Linked DNA regions of Gasterosteus aculeatus: region 2 is linked to region 1. The links are chromatin contacts, called in public Hi-C maps. All regions are on one chromosome and are shown on one strand. The core of a region is the stretch at or near the end of the contact, and the rest is flanking DNA. Distances in the headings are between cores, read along the strand shown.

Region 1 (6,709 bases), core at 3,368-5,867:
GAGCAGCAACCCTCACCTACACTCACCGATAACACGCTGCGACACCCGGTGCAGAGCTAATGCAGCTGATTAGATTCAAACAAGGTTTATCCTCATGACGCCACGATGGCTCGTCCTTGCACTCAATGATTTTTCACATGACGTGTCGTCAGCACAAAGTCAAATGCAATTTCTGTTATTTCCCCGGGCTATTCTTAGCGGGGTTGGATACACAATGGGTTGCACTCGAATTTGGAGTCGAGAGTTTGAAAACCATGATAAATATATATATATATACACAAATAACATAATATAGGGTCAGACCGTAGAGGTGAAACACTGTCAAATGAAGCATAATTGAATGCACAAGTGAATCGAAAAAAGTGCGTGGTGGAGCTTTGAATGCTACCTGTGGCCTCCTCCTTGGTGGTTATCTCGAGTCTGGGGCCGTATGTACCGTAGCCTGCCTCTGTGAAGGCCCTGATCTGAAACACGTAGGCTGTGCTGGGCTTCAGGTTGTTCACTGTGGCTGATGTGGACTTGGACCTCACTGTGGAGTAGACCCGGTCTTTCTGATCCTGAAAGAGAAGCAAACCAGTTTTCATGAGAAATAGTATTTTATTTAATCACTTCTTCTTTGCCTTTTCTTTTGATCGCTGGACAGCATTAAGCAAACTGCTCAGATGTTTCAAATTAAAAAGATTTGAGGGGCAAAATCCCACTCCATCACGGCAGACTTTTAAGGTGACACATCGCATCAAATTGATTTGAAAAACAGCTCAAATCAAAGCAAATGGAACTGGAAATACTCAATACAAAATTCAAACGGTGCTGGGAACATTTGCCTGATACTGAATGAACCATATTTATTAAACTAACTTAAGTTTAAAATATATATATTTTTTATATATATAAAAAAAAAAAATTATATATATTATACACACACATATATACACACACAAATACATATATATATATATAAATATATAATATAACATTTATATCTCCATTCACTTTTTGCAAAGGGGCTTTTGTATTAGATTTTACAGAAACAAATTCATTTTTTTTACGTGAGCATATCTTATTTTCACTAGTTATCATCTTCACGGGGGTCCGATTGGTCAATGCTTTAAGCGGGGCTGCCATCTGAGCTCTGCCGCACTCCTAGCCTTTGATTTGACGTCCTTTCCCCCTCGAAGGGTGAGTTTTTCCTGTGCCGATGTGAGGGTTGCGGGACAGAGGATGTTGCATGTGTACAGACGGTAAAGCCCTCGGAGGACAAATTTCTGATTCGCGATTTTGGGCTATACAAAATAAATTTCATTGATTTTTCTCTGGGTTAAACCCGCTCCATTAAACCGTTGCTGTAATGTGTTCGGACTTGAAACGCAGTGACGGTAAAAGCTACGAGGAAGGAGAAAAGAGATAACAGCGACAGATTACTAATTCTGGCAGTGCGGCGGCCGCGGCCTGTGGGTGCTGGTGCGTCGGGGGGGCGGGACGACTGTAAAGGAGTGCGGCCTGATTAAAATCTTCTGAGCATCTTCATCCATTATTGCAATTACGAGACAAAGGACGCACTTGCGGGAGTCTGGTGAATTCCACTCGCAGTGGCATCGCGGATAGAATACAAAATGGAGAGTCTGCAGAAGTGAAGAGATGGTGCCTACTGTGGAACTCACCTTTTCGTAGTATTTGATTTCGTACTCTGTGATGACGCCGTTGGGCTGCCGGGGCTCCTGCCAGGAGAGCTGGATGCTGCGCTGCTGCACCTTCTCCTTGATGACCTCGCTGACCTGCGACGGAGCTGTTTGGACAAGAGCAGATCGATGAGCCGGGAGATGAAAACCAACTCTGCTAACATTCACAGCGACTAGCTTTTTAATGTGTTGCAGCCACTGGTGAAGAGGTGAGAATATGAAATTGTCATTATGTCTTGGATGTATTTCAACATCCAGCGGGAACAAAGCAGACGCCTGCTCTCCTCGACGACGGATCTGTTGAGACATCCTGTCAGAGGGAGAACGGTTACCTTCACCCTCTTCACACCGATTGTCTCCGGCTCTTTGCGTGACTCATTTGAAATGTCTGGTTGAATGTCTGGTTGCCTGGATTAACTGCTGGGGCATTTACATTTGCTCAATAGACCACACGCAGACACCCACACAGAGTTCCATCTTTTAGTTGTCAAGGTGAATGATAGTAACAACCTGAGCTGTAATTTAAAGGAGACGTTAGGCACATTTTCAGGTTCGTGCTTGATTCTGCTTGAATATGTTTACTTGATTTAATGTAAAAAAAAAAAAAACACTTTGTCTAAAATGTTCTGTGTTGGCATTCTCTTTAAATATTTACAGACCACGTTAAAATACAGAGAATTGCACGGCTTTATTATTTATTCATTCAGTGGATACTTGTATGTACATGTTTACACATGTAGAAAGGAGGGGCTGTTGTTGTGTGGGAACCACAGCATCAGTACGCCGCACAAAGCCATTTCATAAGCTTTAGCTAAGCTAAACATATATTTTTCAAGCGCCATCCGAAGGTAAAGTGTAGACCTTTTGTTTTCAGTGAAAAGATTAGTCTAAATTTTCAAGCGCAAACTTCTTCCTGGAAAGTTAATAGAAGCAGTTAAACTTGTCTGAAGACGTTTATTTCCGTGCGTCAGCACAGCGACTAGTTCTGAGCTCCTGGTTCCACCAGCATCACCTTTACTGCCTTGATCATAATAACCATCATTTCCACAGCACTTGTCTTAAAGACCGCAGTGAGAGAAAAATAGGCTTTTTGGCTTACTGAACCTCATCCCAAGGAGATGATTCTTGAAGAAAAAAAAAAAGAGTAATCTGCACTTTTAACAGCCTCAAAATCCATCCTGTAAACACACTGTGAAACCGTCATGAGTCACGCTGCTCTAGGGGGCAAAAACATATTAATTATCGCGTCTTAGCGAGTTTGAAAAGGCGTCCTGGGGAATACGCGAACCCCGAAGTAGAAGCCGCTTGTCAGTTGCTGTTCTTTGATTTCAGTTTTCCCGGGTCTCTCACGAACTGAAGACGTGCTTTTCACATGAAAGAGGAGCTCGTGAATGACGGAATTACACCAAAGGAGGATGTGAATTCGGTTGATTTTGGAGCAATCTGCAATTGATGAAACAGAAGAAGCTCATGTTTCTTCACTGGCATATGTATATTAACAGATCTTCCGCTTGTACAGTCTTAACCATGACGCTGACAACATCCACATCAGACAGGAGCCAACGCTCTTGTACCATGCCCAGTGACCCGGCACTCTAATGCAGCTTGACCCTAGATTGTTCTACGATGACCCTGCCACTAATGACTGCGGCTGGATTAAAACCTCATTAGGCCTCATCGGCATTCCTGACAGCCACGCAAACGACAACGTTCACCCAAGACCTTGTCAAAAAAAACAACAAAAAAAAAAAGAAACTTCTGTTGTGACATGTTCCTTAATAATCCACCCAAAACACGGGAACAAAGCATCCTTTCTCGGCGCAGGGCAGACGGACAAAGGGGCCGATTGAGTTTTCCCTCGCCGAGTCACAACAAGCAGTTAGTGCAGCTTAACCTCATCCAATTTGGCCGCTCTCTCAGTCCCCCATCCACATGGTGTCCTTGATATATGGACCTCTCCTAAAATGTTTTTTTTTTGCGGTTTGTGGGAACTAAAGGATTCTTCTTGTCTGTTAACTGCATTCATTTGACATTTGTCTTCATTCCCTGCAGACATTTTTTTTCATTCTTCTTAACACAGTAAAATGTTGGACTAAAGCAGTCGTTAAATGTTGATGCGTACTGACCCAATGGTCTGTTTAATGCAACATTAACAGGAATCAAATGATTGATTACATCACAATTCAATTTAAAGTTTACACAACAAAGTGTTTTTCTACTACTCTGTACTACTACCACTAGTACTACTGTAAAAATCAATAAAAAAAGACAGCATTGATGCCGATATTAGGGAGTACAAAAACAAAACTACTGATTTAATCCAAAACTGCTCCGGATTCCTGCTGATGACATGGTCCACCGATCAAACTACTAACCGCAGGGCCAGGTGTGGCTTCTAAAATATTCTCCCTTTCACTCCTCAAGCTGCACACTTCCTACGTTGCAACTTTATATGGTCTCAAACTACAACCATGGGACTAGATTTGGCTTCATAAAACCTCTTACACTTCCCATGAAGCAACATTGTCATGTTTTCGGTCAGACCAGGTTCTCAAACTATATTTGTTATGATATCTTCTTTCATTTGACCCTTAACTATATCAAGTATGCGTATAGTCTAATACAAAATGCACAATGTAAGGCTGACACAACAATATCAACATCATTGTGCTTGCAACTGCACAAAAAGGTTCTTGATTAACTAATTGATTAAGACTTAGTATCAATCTTTTTCTGTCTCCATCTTTGGCGTTTTCGTTCCTCAAATCCCTATTTGTATAAATCGCACATGAGCATATGAAACATTTCGTCAGCGGGTTTATTGTCCCGAGCCGGCGTTCAGCACGATGAGCCACCTTCCCGCACACACCTCCTTCTCCCTCAAGAGTGTGACTCAGGCTCAGGTAGCAGATCTGCCCCATTTACTTCCCCTTTGGCCCGCGGCGGGGGAGACAGCGGTGACTCAGCTCAGCCCCGCCCCAACCTTCAGCTCCTTTACCCCTGCCACGGGGCCGACAGTGAGCCGGGGTCCCGCGTGTTTCAACAGAGATCATGGGATCAGGGAGCGGTATTAGCAGACGTGGCGTACCGCGCGGGGCTTAGAGGGGGGGGGTTGGGAGGGGGCGACCATGGTTTGCTCGGAAAGGGAAAAGCGGGGTCATTCTTAAATTCATTTGGAGTTAAATACAAGTGAACACAACAGTAAAAATTCCTCTTGTGGCTTCCCTTCCTCCCCCCATCTTGGTTCAAAGTGACAAACTGGATATCAAGGAGACGGCACCATTCAGCCACTCTCCGACTCTAAGCATACCTGGTGAGCTTAGCGCAGCGGAAAATTGTATAATTGTCTCGCCCGGTTTCTAAGAGACTGTTTTGGGGAACGCCATTTGTGCCTTCATTTTGCAATATTAGTAAACCCTTCAGTGACCCCTAACACCTCCTCCTGTAAAGCTAGCTGATGCAGAAGCCCAGATGCCACAGTCTGAGTGTCTTATGAATACATTATCCTCCTCTTTCACTCAGCCATCGGATTTCTGGCCTCGAAGGCGAGGAGCGAGCGCTGGAGGTAGTTCATTACATAAGCATCTTTCTCCGCCTGCGTGCCTGCCTCACGAACCGTACCAGCGCTACGAGTTCACATTAATTACCGCTGTTGTCAGGACCCCGTCGCAAGTGCAGAACACTGTGTTTGATAGTGTTTTAAAGGTTTTTAATTTAAAAATAAGAGATTACAATGTGTCAGAATATAAAAAGAATCCTTTGGGCCCAACACGGGCACATAAACAAACGTAAGGCACGGCATCGTTTCAATTGAAACAATTGCCATGGAACGTGTTTGACGAAGAAGACTGTTCAGTGCGACACCTAAAGTGCTGGATAGAAACACTTCAACACGTGATATAAGAAATCCTTTTTAATCATTCAAACCCTGTATAGTTCAGGAAGCTGTTAATACACTTAAAGTCGCACTTTGCCGGCCGGCTCTGCATCAAGACTTTCACACATTGACAGCTCTTGATGCCTTTAACATGCTGCATAGGCGACGTTCAGTTTCCTAGTCGCCACTGCAGAGGTGAATATTTGCAGTTCTGGGGAGTGTGCTTGTTAGACTGAAGCCTTTTTCTCCCCCTTTCTCAATACATCATCTCCAGCAGCCCGTGAAACAAAAAGCTTTGGTTTGGCTGGCTTGACTCTAACGGGGTATGACATAATCAAGATTACTTTTACTCTTGTGTTGTGACTCCCATAACTGAGCAGACCAGACTGTTCTTAAACGTTGGCAGCTTTGAGGTGGGAAAAAAAAAAGGCTGTTAAAATATTACGGTATATTTTTTTTCTCCTCCATTTCCCATAATGCCACGAATAGCATTGTTCTGTGTATAGTGTTTGTACGTCTTGCTATAGATTGTAGCCTGATCTGATATAACCCTTGATGACATCATCACAGCTAAATTTTCTCAGACACAATGCAACCTGACAAAGCTCCTCCAGACCGACAGAAGAATGGTAAACTGACGTTTATGCATAAAACTGTTGGGTTTGGCCTTAAAAGTTGATGCCAGGCAGTTTGGCTCATGGATAAATAAAAACCACTTAAGCTGAAAATAAAGACTTTGCTCTGGCTGAGGGAAGAAGAATACTTGCATGGATTGTACGTGGGTTGCTGGATTTGAAAGCACGACCACAACATTCTCTCGCTATCTACTGTCTCAGAGTCCAACTGCTGTCTGCTCCTCTCAATGTAGTGCTCTCGTGGTGGGGGTCGTTTGTCTCTCCCAGGATGCAATTTGCATTCTAAGACAGCCACATCATTTCCAAAAATTTCATGCGACCCCCAGCTGTTTTTTACAGCTGGGATGCCTTCATATGTCAGTGTGTGGGTGTTTTCAGCGGTTTAGTTATCATGCGAACCCCCGTGGAAAGTATGTGTATATGTGTGGGTGGGGGAGGTTATCTGTACCCAGCTACTTTTCACTGAAGCAGCGGCTTAGCTCTGAGGGCCATTCATCCAGTGACAGGCTAAAAAACAG
Region 2 (7,181 bases), core at 4,305-6,804, 52 kb after region 1:
AAATTAAAGAAATCAAATTAAGCCGAACAACTGGCACAATAAATGAAATTGACTCATACAGCGCAGAGGTATATAACAGTAACTGCTTAACAGACAATATCCTGCCCATCCGTAAGATGGTAAAAATAAGCATTAACACATGATGCAAAATATCAATTGATTGGTTCTAAGTTAGATATAGATAACAAAGAACAACACACAAGAGCCGTAGATGAGAGGACGATTACGTAAAAATTAATATTAAACGATGAGTGAATATACTCCTTATTCTCATCCCCCCCCCCCCCCCCCCCTCCTCCACCTGAAGTTGTAAACCTAGGGAAAACACTGTATACTTATTGTCGCTTTGGAAAACAGCGTCTGCTAAATGACATGTAATATATATTTATAGTATACTTTATAGTATATACTAACAGTAAGTATGCTACTGACAGTTAATATATTGTCAATTTGAAGAAAAAAAAATTGCCTTAGCGAAAGGTGGTCAATTGTTATTTTGTGTGTTTTTTTTAAATGTATCTGTTGAGGCACTATTTAGGCACCGCTATCAGAAAACACCCAAACGATAGAACCCCCCCCCCCCCCCCCCCCTATTGGAATTACGGGCTTTGCATTAACTTTATCAAGCTCCCTTTTTTAAAATCTCAAAATGATTTATCTGTTAAACAAGTTTACACGGTTGCATTGTTACCCCTCTGTGTTTTGGAGCACACTTCGTCTGCTAGAAGCATACTGAGCCCTTTATACTAAAGGTGCAGCCTCACCCTGAGGCACCACTATACAAAGATGTGCTAACACAAGTTGGTCCAAGAGTCCAAATGTCAGGATTTCATTTTTTTTAACAGTCACGGATACTTGGACTGTTTCGTCCAACGGCAATGGCTCTGAATGGCTTTTTGGATTGTGCTCGGGGAAACTACTGAACGGACGATTTAACCTCAGTGGAGCCGCTGGAAGAAGTGCTGATGCTGCACCGTGATTCTCATTTTATATAGATTAGCTACCCCTTAATGCAAAAATGCCTCTCCTGCCTCGGTGGAGATGAAGCTCATAAAAAGGTGCATTGTCAAGACTGGAATGTGATCCTCGCGCAGACTTTAAACAACCTGAGGGCCGGTCTGTCGCACTGCCGTCTATCTCTTGGTATTTGTTTTAGATGACACGCAAGCAGATTGATTAACAGGGAAACAGTCCACAGTTCGCAGGGCTCTCCGCATCAATACACGATGAGGAGCGGTGGCTAGGATGCCTTTGCAGTCGGAGCTGTTGTTTGTTCTCCCGGTGCATGCAAAACCGTGTGCTTTCTGCCCATTGAGGTGCGCAACTGTATTTTCCATCCATACATATTAAAATTACACCAAAATATAGAATTAGCTCCTTGCGGTTGAACCAGGGAGAGTCTGGCTAACATCGCAGACGATGCGAGGCGGGCCGCGTTGCTCTATATTACATGACCTAATACATTTCATTAACGCACATCCCTCGGTAGGGTCCCTAATGGATGACAGTGTGGCATAAAAGCTCGTCTGCTAGGGACACTAATTTGTTCTTAGACACATTCCATTCAATTATTGCTGGCTGCTGCTCCTCATAAGCTGCTTAGATCGAGGTTGCCCAGCAGAAGAACAAATAAAAGCTTGGCTGACAGGGCAGGCCACTTAAGTTGTGTGACCCCAACTCAACCCCCTTCTTAATCCACATTGATTTTTATCTTTCAAGTCAGGTGCCCGCTGGAAACAACCCTTTGAGTGACAGTGAGCACGTTATTGTTAATTGTAGCGGCACGATAAGGCACCGCAACAAGGCAGGAGTGAGCTGCGGCAAAGGCTGTGTTTGCCCTCCCCGTTATGCTTCTTCATAAATATCCCCGAGGCCTTAAATGCCAAAGAGTGGACGGCTATTTGTTTTGCCTCTTTGTCCTAAGTCGTTTCGTTCCGGGGGTGGAACAATACGGAATAACATTGGCCGTATTTCTTCTAGACCTGTTTGATTGTCCTTGTTCCTTATCAGCGAGGAAGACATCAGAGACGTCGGGCTAAACTTGAGTTGTTGCTTAATCCCAGTGTCAACACTATCACGGCAATAACGAGCCTCGCCATCAATTAGCACCTCTGTTATTACACTGTTAGGCCTCAGTATTTTTTTCTCAATATCTTTACTGCTGTCAAATCAGCTGCTAAAATCTCATTTGCCAACAAAACTATGGAGCCAAATTGCCATTCACATGCTTTGCCTAATTATATCTCAAATATTCTTCAATCCAAGGCCGCCACTGACACATTTCTAAAAGCTAAGTTGACACAAAACAACTAAGATAAAGAAATAAAATTATTACTGAATAAAATTTTTAAAAAAGAGGTACTCACGTTCACACGCGTCTCCTTTCTGGTGAAATCCAGCCTTGCATATACATTTCCCAATGGGCACGAGCCACTCCCCTTCGGCGCTGCAGTGCATCTTGGGAGAGTTGTCGGCCTCCTCCTCAGCGTCGTTCACGCACACCCCTTCCACCTCCACCAGCGAGGAGAACTCCGACCCCGTCACAGTGTCGGGGAATGTGGCCAAGTTCTCGATGATGGACCAGCACTTCTTGTAATATACCTTGACCGAGACCAGGGCGATGCACGCCCCCACGTCCTGGAAGGCCAGGTAGAAGCCCCGCCTGGTCAGGGGGCCGATGATGCGCACCTCCGTGTTCAGCTTCATTTTTCGCTCGCCCAGGTCGCCCTGGGTGAAGCTCTCGTCCGCGGCGATCGTGTCGATCTTCACATACTGGTTCTCCCGCAGGCTCCGGCCCACCTCCGAATCCGTTTCCTGGTAATACAGATTGAACGTCTCCTTGCAAGTGCCCACCACACCAGGCAGGCTGTTACAATCCCTCAAAGTGAACTTCAGTTCCACAAAAATTCTCTGGGCATTGCCCTTCTCTATCCAGTTAGTCCGAAGCCAGTTGTTCTGATTGGGCTCCATGACTTGGCACACCTGGTATGTGCGAATGGGCGTGTAGTTCTCATCCAAACCGCTGATCTCTTCCCACTGGAAAACAAGCAGACGGTGTTGAATTAACGCATCCACTTGAGGAGATTGCCAGAGAGATGTGAAAGACCCTAATGACTGGCAATCGAAATGAAGGTATCTACTTAGATATGACTGTGGCGATGGTATAAGCAATATAGTAATTTCAGACTTTTTCTTTTCTACTGTGCAGTAAACGGCCGTGAATAAAGGGGCATTAGCCCGTTATCGCGATAAAATCCCTGACGAAAGCCCGAGCTGATGTGTATCTGCTCCTGTTCACATTACTTTATAAGTTTCATACATCAGACAAGCACATCGGACATGGGTTGCCCAAGGCCCTTTGTCCTCCGAATGTCAAAAGGCCGGGGGAACATTCTTTAAATTTGGAAGTATCTACCATTGGTCCTTATGTCTCTTCCAAAACGCACTCCTAAATATTATTATTCCTGTCACAGATGTGAGACATCGGAGAGGGAGCTGGAAGAAGAAAAAGGCAAAGATACGGAGCGCACCAGTGTGTTGCAGACATTCCGCGGACTTACCCCATTGGGAGGATAGGAGATCCACTCCAGGTCTGTCTGCTGTGCCTTGGAGTCCAGCAGAATCACTAGTGACAGAGAAGCAAGAGGCAGGTGGTTAAATCTCCCCGAACACCAGGACTGCGTATTACTGACAGGCCACACATCGATACCTATACCCCGTGACCTAATTCCTAACAGCAGCAGCTAAAGCTAGAATATATATATATATATATATATATATATATATATATATATATATATATATATATATATATATATATATGTATATGTATACGCACACACACACACACACACACACACTTGGATATATATGCAATGCAGCACACAGGTCCTCGTGCCTGCGGGGGGAACTTTTTGAGAGACAAATGAAGACACTGACAGTGCGCTAGGAGAGGATATAAGGAGCCTTAAAAATCCCCACACGCGCATTGGAACGTGCCGGAAATCATTGCGCGTAATATTTAAGCCTATTTCTTTTTTTCTAAGCATTCATTTATTACAACCCATTCCTGGGAATGGAAGTTGTGGCGTTAAGGTCAAAGCTGATGCCGCAGCTGCTTTATTTCATCCCGACGCGTACACGGCACGCGCGCTTCAACTACGGAACATGTCCAGCTGAAAAGAATTCTCCGATGCGCCTGTGTCCTGTTCCGGAAGCGTTTGGCAGAGTTGCGGCAACCACGGCGGGTTCTTTTATTCTCACCAAAACATTAAGTTGTTTAATGTTTAATATCAGCAGCTAGTTAAAATTGTGCGAGGGGGGGAAGCGGCCAGGACGCATGGGCGAACATACAATAATATGTGCATATACATTATGCGTTTACAGGACGCTGAGATGGAGGTATGCTTAAATCTCGCATTCTAAGCTTTGTGCGCCGGGGAGCTAATTGATATCCGCCACAACATCCTCAGCGCGCACGGTAAGCACGCCGTAGGTCTCTAGGAGAGAAAATCCATACCTGTCCTTGTGATTTTCTGTCTTTACGCACGCAATAATTAAGATTAATTTCATCACAATCCCAGCGATGATGTTATACATCTATTTTCTTATGTTCATTTTTTTTATAGCTTTGGCTGATCAGTTTGGATTGTCTGGTTGCAGATTACGGATCCGCATCCCACCTTCCCTCCCCCCGGCAAGACACAGACAGTTAAGAGCCGAGGCCACTTTGAGGAGGAAATAACCGTCCAGAAAACTGCGTCCAGTTTGGGAAAGCCCACTCACTCCCCGGGAGGACGAGCTTGGCTCGGGCGCTGATTTTAGCCTGCACACTTTTGTCGTAATGGATCCTTAATCTATAACGAGTTGTAGCGATAACGCTGAAGTAAAATATAATAAACACAATGTTTTTTTGAAACAGCAGGTCCCGCGTCTATTATCGTGTTTGTTGCCGTGCGTAACAGCCCCGAGAGGTCGCTCGGCGAACCGACCCGGGAACGTGGCGCTGTCATCCCCCGCACATCCCGGCCTCGTCCGACGGCGCCGGGTTTAAAACAAAAAAAATGAAAAGCGACATCCAGATATTCGTTAAAGCGTCGGCGTTGGTATTCAAAGGGGATATATGTATAAAAACAAAGGGAGCCCCCCTTGGTGAATTGTGGAAACCTCCGTGTCTTCACGGAGGTCTTTCCACCGACGCGACGGGGATGAGAAGAGAGTCCAAACTTTGGGAACTTACCTTCCTTCGCGTTCTGTGCTTCTCCGCTGTCTACATGACAGCACAAATAAAGACAAAATATAATCCACAGACACGGGGTGGACCAGGAGAGCATGGTGCTGCCGCGGATTTCTTTCTCCTTTTTTTCTCCTCTTTTTATTAATCTAGACCGTAACTCTCTGTGCCACCGCGTCGCGTGCTTCCCATTGACGACACTGAAACCGGCTGTATGTACAACAGCCTGCTGCTGCCCTCTCAAATAGCGCCCGCTGCCGCTGGGAGGAGACTGTGGCCGCGGCGGTGTCCGTCAACGAGACGGGCGGCGCGCTCCTCCAATGGGGGAGCGGAGAGTGAAAGCGGTCGGGGAGACTGGGGAGCCAATGGGCGCAAGGAGGTAGATCTTTTCTTTTCCAAGGGGGCGGGGAGTTGGTTGCGTGCATGGCGGAAGAAATGTCACAACTTCGTTCGGATATATTTTTGGTACGGTTGTTCTTAACACGCATACGCACGCACACCCACACTCCTTTAGAAGCGTATAACCAGAGCATTGTGGGAAGGCTAGAATACCGCCTATGATGCACAATGAGCCCCCACAGTGCACAAAGTTTGTTTAATTGTAGTTAAATGTTCATCTTGTTCATGCTTTTGGTCCTTTTTAAGAAAACAATTTCACACAAAAATGTTACCCATTTAAGGCGTTATGGTTATTTTTTCTATTTTCTTTCTTACTAGTACTGACACAATCAAAGCCCACCTCTTCTTGATTCATATGACATTTAATCACATATTCAAGACTTTTTTTTTCCTAGTAGAAGAACAGTGGCTAGGAAGAGGAGGAGGAGGAGGAGGGGAGCTGACCAACCTGTCACCGAGGCAAACCAGAAGGGCTCATCAGAGACCGTAGACCTCCCCCGAGGCCTTCAAGCCCAGTCTTCCATGATATGCAAATCTGCAACCGTTACTAACTTATATGTAAATATACATTTGCTGAAAATAACGTGAATATCCTCTGCCAGTATCAATCACAAACAAATGCAGTTATTGCTGTAAATGTCCAAATGTCACAAGTTTTCAAAATTTCAAAAGTTACTCAAAGTCTAAGCGTCTTATTGTTGTGTTCTGGAGGAATTATTGCCAATTTTTTATTTATTCAAAATATATTTAATGTTAGCGCCAAATCTGTGTAAAAAAACTGCATCAATAATTTTTTTGAGACATTTCCCATTTTTCCATCCATGTCCCCCTAAAAATATCTATTTTAGGCTCTTCGGTGAATCAGTTAAAGAGTTTTACGACAGAGTAAAAGTTTTTCCATTCTGCTCCTGCATTCTAATTTGCGACAGTGTCTTTAACATTTGAGCCGAATGGCGAGACACTAAATGGTGTTTTTTAATCCGTGGAAGGTCACCTTAAGTGAGCAAGAGTCCCACTGAGACGACAGCACCTGATTCATTATTGCTCTGCTGCTTGAGAGACTTTCACGGAGAAGATGGAGCAACCGCCGGGGGTCCTGAATAACAAACAAAGAAAAAACAACAACAAATAAACACAATTAAAAAGTCTAAAGTCAATTTCCAACTTTCGTGGATGACTTGAAATATCACTTAAAAATGTAAGCACAAAGCACAGCTCATTATCCCTTTACCCATAGAGCATTTGTTGCAGGTCACTAATTAATCTCCATTACCTCCCAACAAGCAAAACAGCTGTAATTATCGCCACAAATATTGATTAATAAACTGTGTACATACAAATGGACAGAAGGAGACAAGGACTCCCTTCAAGGTTTATTTACCTCTGCATTTCTATATTTGTCTGTTTGTTTGGCCTGTTTATTATGCAAATTACCGCTAATCCTTTTTGCCCTTGATACATTGCCGAGTCCTGCATGAAAGTGTTGAACTAATGATTGTCATATTATTCGGCATTGATGTAACCGTTGTCACGGTCAACGGTAACAGTC

The links. A called contact is a pair of places that touch in the nucleus more often than the background predicts.
Region 2: a Hi-C map of skeletal muscle shows a contact between it and region 1, with 1.8 times the contacts expected there. The contact joins the promoter of epha7 here to the enhancer-like site in region 1. A contact is called at or near these places in 3 of 6 Hi-C or Micro-C datasets (skeletal muscle and whole body).

The regions. Positions count from the first base shown.
Region 1 is chr18:3,947,619-3,954,327 of fGasAcu3.hap1.1, forward strand. epha7 (eph receptor A7) reads right to left here. Exons shown (of 17, transcript XM_078093991.1): 6 at 1,662-1,786; 7 at 389-557. Among protein-coding and RNA genes, the nearest start is that of epha7, 54 kb to the right of the region's middle. Within about 2 kb of position 4,618, at least 3 of the 9 cell types and tissues checked have open chromatin away from gene starts, as enhancers often do.
Region 2 is chr18:3,998,965-4,006,145 of fGasAcu3.hap1.1, forward strand. It overlaps epha7 (eph receptor A7), which reads right to left and starts at 5,555. Exons shown (of 17, transcript XM_078093991.1): 1 at 5,240-5,555; 2 at 3,561-3,625; 3 at 2,367-3,036. The coding sequence starts at 5,333.